Linked DNA regions of Anas platyrhynchos: region 2 is linked to region 1. A link is a contact called in public Hi-C data. All regions are on one chromosome and are shown on one strand. Each heading gives the region's core, a stretch centred on a gene start, on an enhancer-like site or on the middle of the called end of the contact. The rest is flanking DNA. Distances are from core to core; before and after follow the strand shown. Region 1 overlaps MTA1 (metastasis associated 1). Region 2 holds the start of MTA1 (metastasis associated 1).

Region 1 (7,823 bases), core at 1,979-4,478:
ATGTTAAAATCAATTTCATAACATCCACTGTACCACATCACTAGCCTAAAATAAGAGCTGATAACAAGAGCACCTTGTATTTATTTTCAAAACATTGTTCTCCAATAATTTGGTATAATTTCTGGCCTGTTCTATATTAAAAGCCATCTTTGGGCAGTCACACAGCACCCCTAGACTCTGAGAAAATGACAACTTTACCAGGTTAGCAAGGTTTGTAAAAATATAGTTTTTAACCAGCTGAACAAGTGAGGATACAGAGCACCACTAGAAAGAACACAGAGCCTAAATTCAACCTTTTGGCTGAGGCAGAGACCAAGCACAGGCTGTCCAACAGAAAAGGTTTTGAGAAAGTTACAACTAACAGCAAGTGAGAGCTTCACATGAGTGGATCTCTCAGCCCCAACAGTAGGGTAACATATGATGTAAAGTGCACTGAGCTCCAAAAAGAGAGCTATATTCTCACTAATCCATCAGCCTCCCTTCACTTCCTTCACTCCCCTCTCCCTGTGCAACAGTCACAGATCGTGACATGGTGCTACTGAATTTGTGCTCAGGTGAAATCTCAAAATCTATTGTTACATGCTCCACAACTATTAAGAGCGGGATTTTATTCAACAGCAAAAAATCTCCCTTTATTTGCTTTATGTGGTCGTGCCATACATACCCAAAGGTTTCCCAGTCTGTGTATCTCATCAGTATTCAGCACTTAAGCACAACACTCAACAGAGAAGCAGTAAATATTTAATAAACCCTCAGCCTTACAATATTTCATCAACAAAAATGTTCAAAGAAACATAAAATTAACTCCAGTGTTTCTTATCAGAGTAAAAAGGCAATCAATTTCCTTGATAATCTGGAAGCCTTCAAAGGACCATGGTCCAAGCTAGCTCTCCGTGGTTAGACTCCTGTTAGACTGAGGTTACACCCTCAGACTTGGCTTCGGGGTATCTCTAACAACCAGCAGCACTAGGGAAAATTATTTGTAGTCAGAGCTGGTATATCATGTTATCTGGCTGCCTCCAACACCTAAAAACTTACACTAAGGTCCTAGACAGCGCTACTTAGTACTCCGCCACAGATCAGCTGTGAGAGAGGCTCAAGTATTCAAGAAAACAGCAGAAAACAAGATGAAAATTAAGATGAACAGAAGCATATGCCCCATTGTCTGGCTCCTACGCAAGGACAGCCAGCAGCTGATTCACAAGCTGTGCTAAACCTGAAAGGCTCCCTGGAGGACCCAGCTGTAGTAACTGCCTTCAGGCTGCCCTAAAATTGCAATAACGGACTGACCAATTGTTCCCAAAACATGACATTTATGCCTCCATTAGCAGAGGGCAACCTGTCCACACATGCATGAGACACCACAGCAAACTGTGCCATGTCCCACCCCTCATATAAAAAAGCTTCAGCTGCAGCTCAGCGAGCCCACAGTGGACTGGAGCAACTAGGTCTGTCAGACAGGAAAAGGGGGAAGTTCATGGGGAGGTCTTCAATTTTATTTTATTTTTATTTTTTTTTAAATCCAGAACCAGCATCTAAACCCAAAATAAAAGGGAAAAAGAAAGGGCTAGCAGAATTAGCTAGTAGGGTTTTCTGTTTATTTTGCAAGGGTATTTTTTGTTTGTTTTTTAAATACCTAAATACCGGAGTACTGCTTCTAAAGGCTTTCGAACCACTTGCTTTAATAGCAATGGGTTTTCTGATGCCTCTGGTAAACGTGCTGTGCCTGTAAAACAAACAAAAAGAATTAGAGGGCAACTACACTTAGATATTGTAGTAGAACTAAGTGAATAACTCAAGTGTTTAGAAAAGAGCTTTCCAATCATAAAGAGCATTTACAGGTTGCATGCATGTCTTGGCAACAGGACGCAAATGCAGGAGAATGCTAAAGGTACCAGCAAACAGGAGTATTTCAGAACAAATAACTCATGAATTTTCACAGTATTTGTCTAGCCTGTCATCAGTTAGAACACTCCACAAGTAGAGCCAGGTTTTGTGGGAGCACTAACTGAGAGCAAAAGAACACTGGGAAGCTGCAGCTCAAACTTAAATACGTAAAGGAATCTCAAAGGGCTCCTTTGCCCTTTGCAAGTAGGTGCCAGCTGCATCACCACTCACATTCTGCTTTGATTGCTGCGCTGTTAATAGGCAGATAGGGATGTCTTGCAGCATGCCAAGGGCGTAAGATATCTCGACATAAACGTCTGGCAATTCTTGTCAGTTTTGTTGTATGGAGATAAAAAGCTTGTCGTGTCTTCATAGCAAACTTGGGGCTCCCACTGTTTCGTACTGGCACACCATGAGGACTCTAAAAATAAAGAAAAATAAATATAATTTTGAAGAGCATGGCTTTAAAGAACAGAAACTATATAAAATCACTTTCAACTACTGATACACAGACGTATGAACAGCAACGGTATTATAGAAGAAAATATTTTCAGCACAGCTATTTACCATTTCCTAAGTCTTATCCATCAACAATTTTCTTCTGAAATGTTTCATGGGATAAAACAAAGGTAAACATCTTCTCTTCACAGCTATGTAGTCAATTCTGTACTGTCCTCAATTTTAAAGCAAGGATTCAAAAGCCAGGCCAAGAGAAGTTGCCTGATGCTATCACGTGATTTAATACTTACAGAGTCAATAGCAAGACTCCCAAACTTTGGGTGCTTAGAGTGGTTCTGGATATATAATGCAAACTCCTTATAACAAATCATTTGTAGGAGGGAGAAGAACACCAGAAAGCAGCTGTATGGCCAATTTACATCACAAACTCACTTCCCAAAGCAAACATTCAGCATGCAAGAACTTTTTTTTGTCTCAAAGCTGCAGAAATTTGTTAAATTCTTACTCTGAACTCAATTTACAGAGCACGCACATATTCACTACATGTAATAAAGAATAATACAGAAAGACATTTATCTAGTACAGAGAGCAAAAGCAGTATCTTTTTTAATAAAAGCAACAAAGTAAACCAATCAAATAATGAAAGTAATATCTTGTTATCTCAAACCTGCCTATGGGCGGAAAATAAGAGGAAATTTCAGCCTGGGAAGAACAAGGATTTCCCCTCTCAGACTGTTTGCATACTTTTTAACTAACAAACGAGCTATAGGGCTGATAAAACCTGGCAGCTATCTCGGCAATTAAGCAGCTTCAGAGGGTAAGCAGAATGCTGGAAAGGACAGTGGCTAAAGAAAAGAAACAGAAAAGGAAGGCAGCAATAGGAAAGACTAGGAGAGGGGAAAGAAATAATCTAAAACCAAAGTACACTGTGTACTCTCCTTCTCTCCATAGCTGCTGTTGTGACGCAGCCATTCTTTCCAGTCAGCCCAATGTACAATGCTTCAAGACTAAACTTTCTCTAAATTCAGAAAAATTCTGAGATTTTCTTTTAATAAATACAATACAAAAAATGAAGCTCACAAAATGCTTAATCAAAGACTAAAAAAAAAAACAGGGTTAATTGAAAAAAATAGGAGGAAGAAGAATAACAAGATAAGGGATCTCTAAAAAGCTGCTAGCTGATTGGGATATCTAATTTTGAATGTGCCTTAGGAAAGGGAACAGCTTTCAGGAAATAATGAATTCCTTTATGGAAAATTAGTCCTCTTCCTCCTGCAGCAAAAATCATGGAAAGAGAATATCAGAAACATTGGCTGGCATTCCATTTTTTTTTCCATGAAGTTCCTGAAGTTATCCCATGCATTTGATGGCTACTTTGCTAAACAAATAATGTGGGTTTTTCTTTCTGCGGGGGTGGTATTTCGCAACAAATTGCATAGAGCTGAAGCTAACATGCCAACTTTTGCAAGTGATAGAAAAACAAACTCAAGAACAACAATGGAGGTTGAAGGCATTCTTTTTCTTAAATATTTAAGAACAGTGAACAAGTGATAACAAATTACATCACCTAACTTTCCAGACAAGATCACCAAGCAGCCTTTTTTTTGCTAATACCTACCAAATTATTGCGGTTTGGTCCTGGTCTCTCTCCATCTAACCGTGTTGGCATTTTCAAGCCACCGTATTTCTTCCAGTACGTCCAACAGGATGCACAGAGGCGACACTGCATGTTAGGGGGACCCCAAGAATACCACTGGTAAGACTGTGTGGCTAGAGATAACAAAGGTGGAAATTATATATATCCTTAAACAGGATCACTTTTCAGAGCTTATTCTCTTTAGAACTATCATAAAAGAAAACCCACACAAAGACAGTGCAAATCTCAAACAGACCTTAAAAACCTGCTGATGGCTTTATTGCCATCACCACTGTTAAATGTACTTGTTATTTCAGTGAAATCAATTACATACATTAAAACTCTTTTAAAACATGAACAGAAAAAACGCTTACTAGGATGGGAAAACACCCTGCCAACAAAACTGAAAGCTCTCGTTTTGCTAGACTAATAGACAATTTCTGCAGGGAAAGATGGAAGATTCTCTCCAGGAACTCCCCAATACTTTAATTTTACAATGGAAGAATGAAAGGTAAGTCTGTGACTTGACTTCTTGTGCTGTCCTGCATTCCAGCATCTCTAAAGGCTTCCCATAAAGGAGGGCAAGCATTAGTGTATTAGTACCAGCCAGCAGACCAAATACACTGATATCCCATATTTGGGGATCTACTTTAAAATAATGAAAAAATTGTCAAGTTCACAGCTTGGTGATTAAAGTCTTTGCTCAATAGTAAGTGTCATACATAATTGTAGGTAGCTAACTCCCCCTTAAGTACTTTACAATTACATTTATGTAAAACCAGCAACTCCAAAACCACTTTTGCTGGAACGCTGCTATATCAAATTGTCCCCCCACCATTTCAAAGCCTTCTCCCCCCTGCTCCCTCCTCCCAAGCACAGCATTTACTTTACTGCTTGCAATACAGCACTCGCCCTCTGTGCACAAGTGCCATGTCCGCATGTCACTTACTATAACAGCTTTCACAGGCCCGTCCTGCTCCCGTGTTCTGTGCCTGTACTCCAGTACCATTTACCACTCCTGGTTTGACATTATTTACATTGATCTGGTTGGGGTTTGGCTTGTTACTTAAAACACAAAGCAAAAAGGAGGACAAACATTAATCAAGGCATGCAATTTCCTAGGAGACTTAACAACATGGCCCAAAACATTTGAGATTGAAGGCTGAAATTTTGTTCATCGTGTGGCTTTCAGAACAAGGAGCTGTACTTACCAGCAATCCGTCTTTCATGAATACACTCTCCTATGTCCGTATTACATTAGTTCAATGCCATTTCAGAGACAAAAAACATTTTAAAACAACAAACCATTGAGGCAAGGGAGGCATCTTAATTACACTCCTGAACATTCTGATCAAGCTGGCAAGAAGATCCTGTCTACAGATCTCTCCCTGTCCTCAACATGAAAGATGTTTTATGTGAATCTCCAAGAAGCAGCACAGGGGATGGAGAATGAGAAGCAGGCAGAGACAGACCCCTGTTTCATTCAGGGAAGGATAACCCTGTGCTACACTCACATACATATTTTCACATTGCCTTACTACAAAGTAATTCCATCTCCAGACCTAAGATACAGAGGTGATCAGGAATATGAGCTTTCATCAAGTCTTAATCCATGATCTGAGCTTTTCCTAGGAAACATCTAAGCTTCTGCTAATTGCAGAAAATCCAAAAGTTTAACAGCCACAGAACAAGAAGTCCATCAACATCTGTCATTAATAGATGCTGATACAAAAACATCGCCTCCACTCATCCCTGTATGCTGCTGAAGGTGTTGACTCAGGAACAAAAGTTAATGGTAGGAGCTGGGAATAGAAGGACAAACAAAACCTTGGCATGAAGAACAGTACGAAGAGTACAGGCACTGCAGGGGAAGATGCCAGAGAGGGAAAAGGAGACATTCACAAAACCCTTGGCATGGGAGGGAACAAGAAGCACAGCGAATCCATACTGCGGGGACAGGACGTCTGGGGGATGGAAGAAGGTGAGACACACAAGAAGTTTCATTGAAGTAGTATACACAAAGAATTTATGAAGACACAAGGACTCCAAGCTGGTGATGAGGAGCTTAGCTTAGAGAAGCAACAAAAACCAGGCAGCCTCTGGTGTGGGTTTTTGAATATAAGCCCAAGCTCTAATGCCAGTTATGTTTCACCCATACTCTCTTACCTGAAAACTCAACAGAGTGGGCATATTCTTTTTATTTCCAATCAATAAACTAGGAAATCCACATATTCAAGCAGAAATACCTTAAAATGGGCTCTGTAAAATAGGTTTCTGAAAACTCATTTTCTTACACATCGACTGCAGACACAGGAGTCGCACCAATTTAAGTAGCCCACAACATGTTACTTTCCACTCAGTCGAGTGCTTCAAAGAAAACAGCATTCAGGGAAAACACACAAATAATTTAATTCTTTCTAGTGTGGCACTGCTACTGGTTTCACCTTCTCAGCAAGGACCCCTAAAAGCAAAGGAATTCCAGGTGACCGAATTCTGAAGGCAACTGGCCCACGCAGCTCCAGATCAAACCCAAACTCTGCCAGAAAGCTTATGCTGTGCTGGCAGTCAGAAGAGGTCATCTTTCTCTTCATTTGAAAGTATTTAATCATGCTCAGTTAAGTTCCATTTCCATACGAAAAAAAAAAAACATCTGCTGTGAATGACCTACACAAACCGTATGCACATTGGTAAGGGGGTAAGAGAATATTTGCCTATTCCAAGAAAAAACAGGCAGCCTTCTGATGATGCTTCTCTTGTTGTGAGGTCCAGGGCCTTTCTGCAGAAGAGAAAGCTGAGGAGGCTAAGTGGCGCAGAAACCCTGTACCTAGCTTGTTCCTTCAGTACATCGAACAGCCCATGCACAGCTTGAAGGAAGCAGAAGAGAGGAAAAAATAAAGGCATTTGGATTAATAAGCCTGATAAGGTTTTCCTCTGCTTTTGTTTACTAACTTGCCTGGCTGTTACAAGGATTAAAGTGGTTTGGGGTTCTTATCAGAGTGGCATGAGGTTTGGATGCCACAGATGGCAAGAGATCTGCAGACACAGTGCAACAAAGGGATAGTCGGACCAGGGGAGCTCACGCCACCCAGCATCTTGTTCTGGAGTGTCACTACAGTCACCTGCTGCAGCACAACTTCTGCCATGAGTCACTAGCAAACCCCACGTGCAAACACGACCGAGATGCTGCAAAACAAACAGCCCTCACAGATGCAGTTACCAGCCAGGTTTGCTCCACGGGCAGAATAAAGACTGGAGCAAGGAAAACTAAAGGCTCCACTCTGAGTTTTACACCCTGACATCAGGAATGTGTCAGTTTATCCTCTGAGAAGCAGCACGACAGGAGTCAGAAATCCATCAGCAGAGCACAAAAAGGCTTTGCTTTTCAAGCAGTGTGCTGGAAGCCCTGATGGGTGCAGTTGTAAGCAGCTGAGAACAGGACCATGTGCTGGCATGCTCAGCCAGAGCACTGGGTTCACGTGAGGAAAGGAGGCTGCTCTCCTCCCAGGAACCCTTACCAAAGGTGCATTTCAAACCCAAGTGAAAGCAGTGCGTGGGTGAAAGCCGCTCCCCAAGATCAGCACGCTGTAGCTGTGACAGTAACTTCACGCTTCAGATTTCAGAAGGCTGCAACGAACGGAGCTGCAACAAGCACCACGAAGTGTCCTGGCCCCAAGCTGAGGTTAAGCATCACAGTGGGTGACCATCAAATTTAGGCAGCTGTTTTCATCTGACGAGAAGCAAAAAGCCCTCGATTGTTGGTGATTTGTTAATTAAACTTGTTTGATATCACCAAAGCCTGCTGCAGCTATTAACAAGAGAATTAGATGAATAACTGTATGAA
Region 2 (7,823 bases), core at 1,995-4,494, 58 kb after region 1:
GCGCTGCCGTTTATTTCGTGGCTGTTAGGAAAACCTTCATTCAGAACATCTTCACCTCTGCTAGGCTGGAAGCACACAACTCCAGGAGCTCCTTCGGGGTGAGTAAGCTCCTGTACTTCATTTCACAATTTGATAACCCAGCATCTTCACGCATATAAAAGTTTTACATCCCCCCACAATCAGCGTTAACTTACAAGGGGGCAATTTGCATCAGCGCTGACCCCCTGCCCCACCAGAGGTGCACCGAAAGAACCTCAGGACCATGAAAACCAGTTGCTTTCTCTAGGTGCCAGCACTCACCTTACCCAGAGCCTGATAACCGCTGAAGCAGCAGCCCCAAATCCTGCAGCTCCACTACCCGGGTGCCCCAGCGCAGGCTGCCAGGCTCCTCTATAACGGAGCCGCTGGGCACCAACACTAAAAAATGGCACTGAAAGCCAGTCTCTGTCAGAGAAGTGCAACCCACCCACTGGTTTATGAAAACAGGGATTCACAGCGTCTCACGACCAGCCCCGAAGCGATCACCATATACTCCCAGGAGCGTTATTGATCTACGACAAACGAGCTGGTTTTGGCAGCTGCTCGGTCTGGAGCTGGCACACACAATTTGGTAACCACAAGGATAGCAGCGGATTATCTGCTGAATGTTTCTCTTCCAGAGGGAAGTCTATGAAATGACGACGCACAAACCCCATTCAGGGCTTAATCCTGCCCTGGAGTCCGCGCACAACTTCAGTGTGCGCAGCTCCCACTGACGGGAGCCACCAGCACCGGGGGCAGAAACAATTCAGTGACACAAACTCCTCGGGCCGAACAGAGCTGTCACACAGAAACAGCTGCATCTGCCCATATGGTGGTCCTGGTCGTGTGGCAAACCCAGACTTCAGCCATATGTAGGGTACCAGAGCGCAGTAACCCTGGCCACCGGCCAGCTGCCTTGCCCTCTGCCTGGGAAGGTTTCGGAGCAAGGCCTGGATGCTGCTCCCAGGCACACCGAGGTGACTGAGACCAGGCAAAATACCAAAAGGAAATCATGCCCGACTGATCCGACTCACCACTGTGATGCAAAGACTGGCTGTGTGGCTAAGGAGAGAGCAGGGGTGTTGGAAGTGGCTCGTGGCAAAGGCCTCGTAGCCCCCCATGGGAGCCTTCGAACCAAAATGCTGAGATAAGGGCTGGGCAGCAAGGTGGATACGCACTGGGCAGCAGATTAGGAGGCTCACCAGATGAACACCGGGCTCAGAGGGCTGCGAGCAGCAGCACAGCCTTCACCTGGCTGCTAACAGCATCCCTCGGCACCGACACGAGGCCAGCTGTGGATGTTTTGCGATGGATTGGGACTGGAACACGCTCACCAAAAGTTTGGGGAGCCAGGAAAAGCATGCCACACACTTGTGGGCAGGGCTGCTACTCAGGGGAACTTTGACAAGCCAGGAAACGGGCTGACAAGCACCTCAGGAAGTTCAGCTAAGGCTAAGCAAAGTCCTGCAGCTGGGATGGGATAACTCCCCGCAGCGCCACAGGCTGACTGCAGAGCTTCTCTGCCGAAAAACAACTGGAGAAACAACAGGGTACCCAAGAGCCAGCACGCACCCTCGCAGCAAAGGTGGCCAACATCCCCCTGTGCTGCACCAGTGGGGTGAAGGGATGGGTCCTGCCCCGCTGCTCAGCGCTGGGAAGGCCACCTGGGGAGCTGGGAGCAGCACAGGGACACACAGGAGGCAGCGGGGTGGGCAGTGCTGGCCCAGCGGGGATGTCACTGCTGTCACAGCTAGGGCACAGGGCTGGCAGGGCAGGGCTCTCTTCAGGGGGCACAGGGAGAGGATGAGGGATGAGGGACGCCAGCTGCGACACCAGGAAGTTTTCCCTGGTGTCTGGGCGCTGTGGCCAAACACTTTGGGCAGGGCCCAAGGGAAGGATGCCATCCCTGCACCGTGGTCCTCCGGGATGCCACCACGGGGCGGGCAGGCCCCGAGCATCCTCCAGGCCAGCCTGCAGCAGCAGCAGGTGGCCCAGCGGCCTGCAGAGATCCCTGCCCACCGCAGACCTGGCCGTGCAGGGCACCAGGGACGGCATCCCATGCGAGAATGGTGCCGTGACACTAAACAGCCCTGAATTCCCCCAGCTCCCCTCGCCCTGCCGCTCTCAGCATCCCCCAGCCACCACCACAAGGCACCGCACACCAGCCTCAGACCCTCCAAGAAACAAAGCCGGGACGGCCCAGAGGCACATCTCGGCCCTCCACGGCACCAAGAAGCAGGAAAAAAAAAAAAAAAAAAAAGTATGGCTGTGCCAAAAGGAGCAAAAAATCCCAGAGCACAAAGTGAGGGCAGGCCGAGGAAGCAGAAAAGTAGTGGCAGCCAGGCAGGGTGGCTTGGCCGCCCCGGCTGTGTCGCCTCCCTCGCTCACTTCGCTCTGGTTTCACCAAACTCTGAAAGACGAGGGGTGTCTGGGGACGGGGAGGGGGGACCCCAAAAAGCATCTCCCCCAAAGCAGCTCCTGGGGGGGGGGGGGGGGGAGAAGTTGCGGCGCACACTTTCTGCGAAGGGAAAATGGCTGAGCGCAGAGCTCCCCGCCAGACCACCCTGCGTGTTTATCTTCCATAAAATAAAATAAAATCAAATCCACCCGCCGGGGCCCTGTTGCCTCTCCTCTGCGTTGCCGTGAGTTAAAACAAAGGGCAATCAGGGGAGGGGGGGGAGAGGAATGGGAGAGCGGGCAGGGAGGGGAGAGAGGCAGGGGGAAGGGAAGGGAAGGGAAGGGAAGGGAAGGGAAGGGAAGGGAAGGGAAGGGAAGGGAAGGGAAGGGAAGGGAAGGGAAGGGAAGGGAAGGGAAGGGAAGGGAAGGCAAGGGAAGGCAAGGGAAGGCAAGGGAAGGGAAGGGAAGGCAAGGGAAGGGAAGGGAAGGCAAGGGAAGGGGGGCAGCCCCCCAGCAGCCTGCCCATCTTTGTGCTCGCCTCCCCCCGCGCCCCGACCCCCCGCAGCCCGCCCCCATCCCCGGCCGTGCCCCCGCGGCTCCCCCCCGGGCCCCCCACGCGTGTCCCGGCCCCGCAGGAGCCGCGGGAGGGCGGCGGGGGCCGCTCACCTCCGACCCGGTACATGTTGGCGGCCATGGCCGGCTGCGGGCCGCCGCCGCCTCCAGGTGCCGGAGCCGCTGGAAAATGGAGGCTGGGGCGGGCGGGGGAGGGGAGCGCAGAGTTAAAGGGGCCGCGCCGCCGGGGGAGGGAGGGAGGGAGAGGAGGGGAGAGGAGGGAGGAGGCACCGGGAGGGAAGGAGGGAGGAAAGAGGGAGGGCAGGGGCACGGCGGCGGCGGGGAGAGGGAGGGGAAGGGGAAGGACGGCAGGGAGGGAGGGAGGGGAGAGGCCTGCGGGAGGATGGAGGGGGAGGGCGGAGCGCGGGGCACACACACAGAGACACCACACACACACACAGACAAACACACACTCACAGCCCGCCTTACACACACACGGCCCACCTCACACATGCACACACACATCTATACACACACACAGCCCGCCCGGCCTCACACAGCCCGCCTCAGGCGGGCACACGCACACCCAGCCCGCCTCACACGCACACAGACCACCTGTGTGCACACCCGGCCCTCACACGGACACATACACTACTTGTGTGCACACCCAGCCCTCACACACACACATATATATAACCTGTGTGCACGCTCAGCCCTCACACACATACACACAACCTGTACGCACACCCAGCCCTCCTCACACACACGTATAGGACCTGAGCTCACACCCAGCCCTCACACACACAAAACATCTGTGTGCACACCCAGCCCTCACATGGGCACACGTATACCACTTGTGAGCACAGCCAGTCCCCTTCACACGCACATATATCACCTGTGTGCACACCCAGCTCTCACACACACACACACACTGCCTGTGCTCACACCCAGCCCTCACACGCACACATATACCATCTGTGTGCACACCCACCCCTCACACACACATATATCACTTGTGCTTACACCCAGCCCTCTTCACACTCACATGTATCACCTGTGCTCACACAGCCCTCACACACACACACACCGCCTGTGCTCACACACAATCCTCACCCACACACCCACCACCAGTGCTCACACCCAGCCAAAACCACCAGGCCTTTCGCTCCCCGTGAGGGTGACGAGGCTGACGTCCCACATGCCAGGCCCAGGCCAGGCAGCGAGCCCCGACCCGGCGCTGTGGAAGCGCCTGGTGCTGAGCACGGTCCCAGCCCCAGGCCCTACCGTGCTCAGGCAGGGCCCACAGGTGGCACGGTCATATTCAACATAGCACCCAGAGGTGCCAAAATCCCCATCAGGCCCCACATCCCAGTAGGCCATGCCTCCACCTTCCCGGTATTGCAAGGAGTGAGCCAGGAAAGCCCAGCTGGCAGTGAAAATCCAAAAACATTCACTTCATGGAGGGTACCACCGCGATATTCCCTCCTTTCTGAGCTGTGCCCATGGAGCCGCTGCGGACACCGCCATCCGTGCCGCATGCAGGGACCGGCTGCTGCCGCCACTGCTCCGCCGAGCGGAAAATAATTCAGTAGGACACAGAAAAATTATCCAGAATAAATATTTACAAATCGCATCATGGGGCACTTGGTGGTTGCACACCAAGAAGTGGCCAGTCATGTGGTGTTGACTGCTCTTGCCAGACGCTAAATGGGTTTTTAAACGATAGCAACAAAAACATGTCAGGACTTCCCTGCTGCTCCTCTTCCACGTTGAGCAATGGCTGTGGTCACCACCGGGGCCTTGTGCAACGGCAGGAGGGCAGCTGGCTCCGGCAGACGCAGCCGGGGAAGGAGTGGGATGGTCAAAGCCCAGTCTCCCTCCTCCAAAGCCTGGTCCTGGGGGTGTCACCAGCTCTCCCCATGGCAAACGCAGGCCTTCCAGAAAGCCCTCGGGATGTTTTGATGGGGCGTTTCTTGCATTTGATGCCTTTCGTGCGGCACCGAGGAAGCACATCCACAGGGAAAGGCTGAGACCTGCAAAAAGAAGATGCCGGCGCTTCCAGAGCCCGGTCAGAGGCCGCCTGGCCCAAATCAGCTCATCCCAGCACACGTGGGCGAGGGCAGATTTCTGTGCCTATTGCATGCGAGCGGGCACACCCTGACCCTGACCCATCCTCGCTACACCCAGCTCCATTCCCCTCTTGCTCATCACCCCGCTCTGCTGCTCCCTGCTCCCAGCACAGCCCTCTCCACTCCTGCTGAGTTCCCTGAGGGACCAGGACCCAAAGGTCAGCCCTTCAAATTCCCTTTGCACCTCTCTTCCCTTGCAGAAGACACGAGAGATGTCCTGCTCCCTGGTGTTGGGGGGCTGGTCCTCTGCTCTCCTGAAGGGGAGAGGGCGGCAGGGCTGCAAAAACCAGGAGAGGACAGTGCTGTTGGGAGAGGATGTGCTGCTCCACCAGCTCTGCTGGGCAGCTGGAGATACAATGCAAGAAAAAAAAACCACGACTGTTGTTCAAAATTGGATTTCCTGTAGCTAAGACCCCTTGGGGGCGGTGAGACCTGCTGTCCCGGAGGAGCTGAGGGCATTCCCAGCCTGCTCATGCACAGGAGGTGATGCCTGGGAAGGCTGCCCTGACCATCTCTTCTCTCTCCTCTTCCTTACAGCAGTGGTGAGAAGTTGAACAAAGCACACCGTGGTCCTGCTCACAGCTCCCTGTACAACACACTGCAGCACCTCACTGCTCCGTCTCCCACATGGCTCCAGAAGAAAACCCAGAGCCCAGTTCCCCCCATCTCCCACCCCACACTCAGGATGGAAGAAATCTGGCCATGATGGGAGCTCGACACCTTGCCTTAAGGGACCAGCTGCTGGCAGCAGCCTCCAGGAGCATTTCCTACCAGAGACAACTGCCCCAGAACAGCCCCTGCCGAGAGATGACTCAAGGGACGGGTATGTGCTTTCATGTCCAGTTTTATTAGTGTTGCATTAGTACCATAAAATAGTTGACGAGGTCGAGCACGTTGCAGTTTGTTCCAAAATAAAAAAAAAAAAAAGGCTATTTACACTTAATGTCTTCATAACAAAAAAAAAAAAATAGAACCCAAACAATACAACGATGAAACAGATGGACAACTCAGGAACCTACACAGTGGTAACATCCCCCTGCGCGCTGCGGTCCGGACGAGGCTCGTGGCACGCAGCAGAGCACAGGGCTTCCCTGTGGCATCTCCAGCGGGGCAGGTGAGGCTCTCCGGCCAAGGTGCAAAGCAGCAGCTGACTGCTGTGGCCAAGAGCAGAGCTCTTCCTTAAGGAAACCAGTCACCTGCTGCTTTCCACGTTGGCCTGTCCCCTTCTCCTGCCTGTCCCACGGCCGCTGACTGTCCCTGCAGGAGGGTTTCCCCTGACAGCCCTGCTGAAGAAGCTCCAGAAATCCTCTGGGAGATGTCGCTGCTCATTTCTGGCCTTCTCCCTTCCTACTTGGTAAGCCCAGAGGGAGCGTCACACCAAAACGAGTGACCACACAGCGATCCACCAGGCTGAGACCAGAGGAACGGGGACCTTGCATCCAACCTAGCTCCAGGGGAGCACCAGGCCCCCCAGCCTGGTGCTGCTGCACAGCAGGACTGCCCTCACCCCAGGATCCCCCGGCACATCCAGCAGCAGAAAGCCATCAGCTCTGCTTCCTCTCACCAGGGTTTTCTTAAAAATTGAGGTACCAGGTGCAATGCCCTAAGCCCTGGCTCGCCGCTGCTCCCTCCAGCACCCGTTCCTGGTGAGAAATGACCAGGCAGAGCCATTTGGGCCAAGCTGCAGCTGAATTCCTGCTACCCCTAAGCAGCACGAGGCCTTTGCTGTCATCTCAGGTGAGCAGGGGTCAGCGTGGTGCTCGGCCAAGCTGGATGACTGCACACCACCAGGCGCAGCTCCTCCAGGCCCCGAAGCCTCCAGCCTCCCACCCCTGCCCGCCCTGCAGGATTAAGCAGCAAGCACGTGCTAATAACACAGCGAAACACGGCCACGGGGACGGGGGCTCTCCCCAAGCTCATGTGTAATTAAGAGGGACTCCGCAGCTCCCGCTGAGATGTGAAGGGTAAGGAATGAAGTGAGCAATGACTGCGGCGCTGAGCTACACAAGCCACCCAAGACCCCTGCAACATCGCCAGTGCAGCAGGACAGCCAGCAGCTGAGCGGCCCGGGCAGGGATGGGGACAAGCCTTAGTCTCCAAAAAAAACAAAAGCAGAGGACCAGGAAGCACAAGGTGCAACACGCCGCCACAAAACCCTTCCTTCTGTCCTCTGCTCACCAGCACTGATAAACTAGGTCAGCCTCGCACAGCACAGCGACAGCAGCGAGCCTCTTCTTGAGGCCTCACCTCTGAGCACGGAGGGGCCCTGCTCCCACCAGCAACTGGGAAGGACACCAGCTGTGTCCAGCCCAATCTCACCCGGGCTGGTGAGATAACACCGTGGTGTTTCTTCCTTTAAATTGCGCCTCTCCCCAAACCCCTCGAGCTGAACACGGGGCTATGCAGCCTCCTGCCCCCAGCCGTCTGTCTGCACCCAGCAGCTCACACGCAGCCACCTCTCCCCCCCCCACGCTCCCAGCCCCGGTGCTCACCCCAAATCCTGCTGGGAGAGCAGGAGCTCGCTTGGAGGGAGAGCTGAGAGCTGCCAGACCCACAGGGCACAAACCCTGCGGAGACGCAAGCCCTCGGGCGCGCAGAGCTTCCCGGGGAGTTTGGTGGTACAGAGGTGGCACAAAATGCAAACCAAGGTGAAACGCAACGAGCGTGAGCTCTCCTCTCACACACACACACACACAGAGCAGCGCAGGGCAACACACATTTACG

The links. A called contact is a pair of places that touch in the nucleus more often than the background predicts.
Region 2: a Hi-C map of small yellow follicle shows a contact between it and region 1, with 2.6 times the contacts expected there. The contact joins the promoter of MTA1 here to the enhancer-like site in region 1. A contact is called at or near these places in 3 of 8 Hi-C or Micro-C datasets (liver, small yellow follicle and subcutaneous adipose tissue).

Annotation. Positions count from the first base shown.
Region 1 is chr8:16,365,928-16,373,750 of IASCAAS_PekinDuck_T2T, forward strand. It overlaps MTA1 (metastasis associated 1), which reads right to left. Exons shown (of 19, transcript XM_038183073.2): 12 at 4,932-5,047; 13 at 3,965-4,116; 14 at 2,119-2,308; 15 at 1,637-1,726. Among named protein-coding and RNA genes, the nearest start is that of CRIP2, 31 kb to the left of the region's middle. Within about 2 kb of position 3,229, at least 3 of the 8 cell types and tissues checked have an H3K27ac peak or open chromatin away from gene starts, as enhancers often do. A contact at or near this core is called in small yellow follicle, where this site is marked.
Region 2 is chr8:16,423,825-16,431,647 of IASCAAS_PekinDuck_T2T, forward strand. MTA1 (metastasis associated 1) reads right to left here and starts at 3,245. Exons shown (of 19, transcript XM_038183073.2): 1 at 3,085-3,245. The coding sequence starts at 3,112. LOC140003021 (a long non-coding RNA gene) reads left to right here and starts at 1,959. Exons shown (of 2, transcript XR_011810938.1): 1 at 1,959-2,663; 2 at 5,640-6,072. It overlaps PACS2 (phosphofurin acidic cluster sorting protein 2), which reads right to left. Exons shown (of 24, transcript XM_072041685.1): 24 at 5,926-7,823.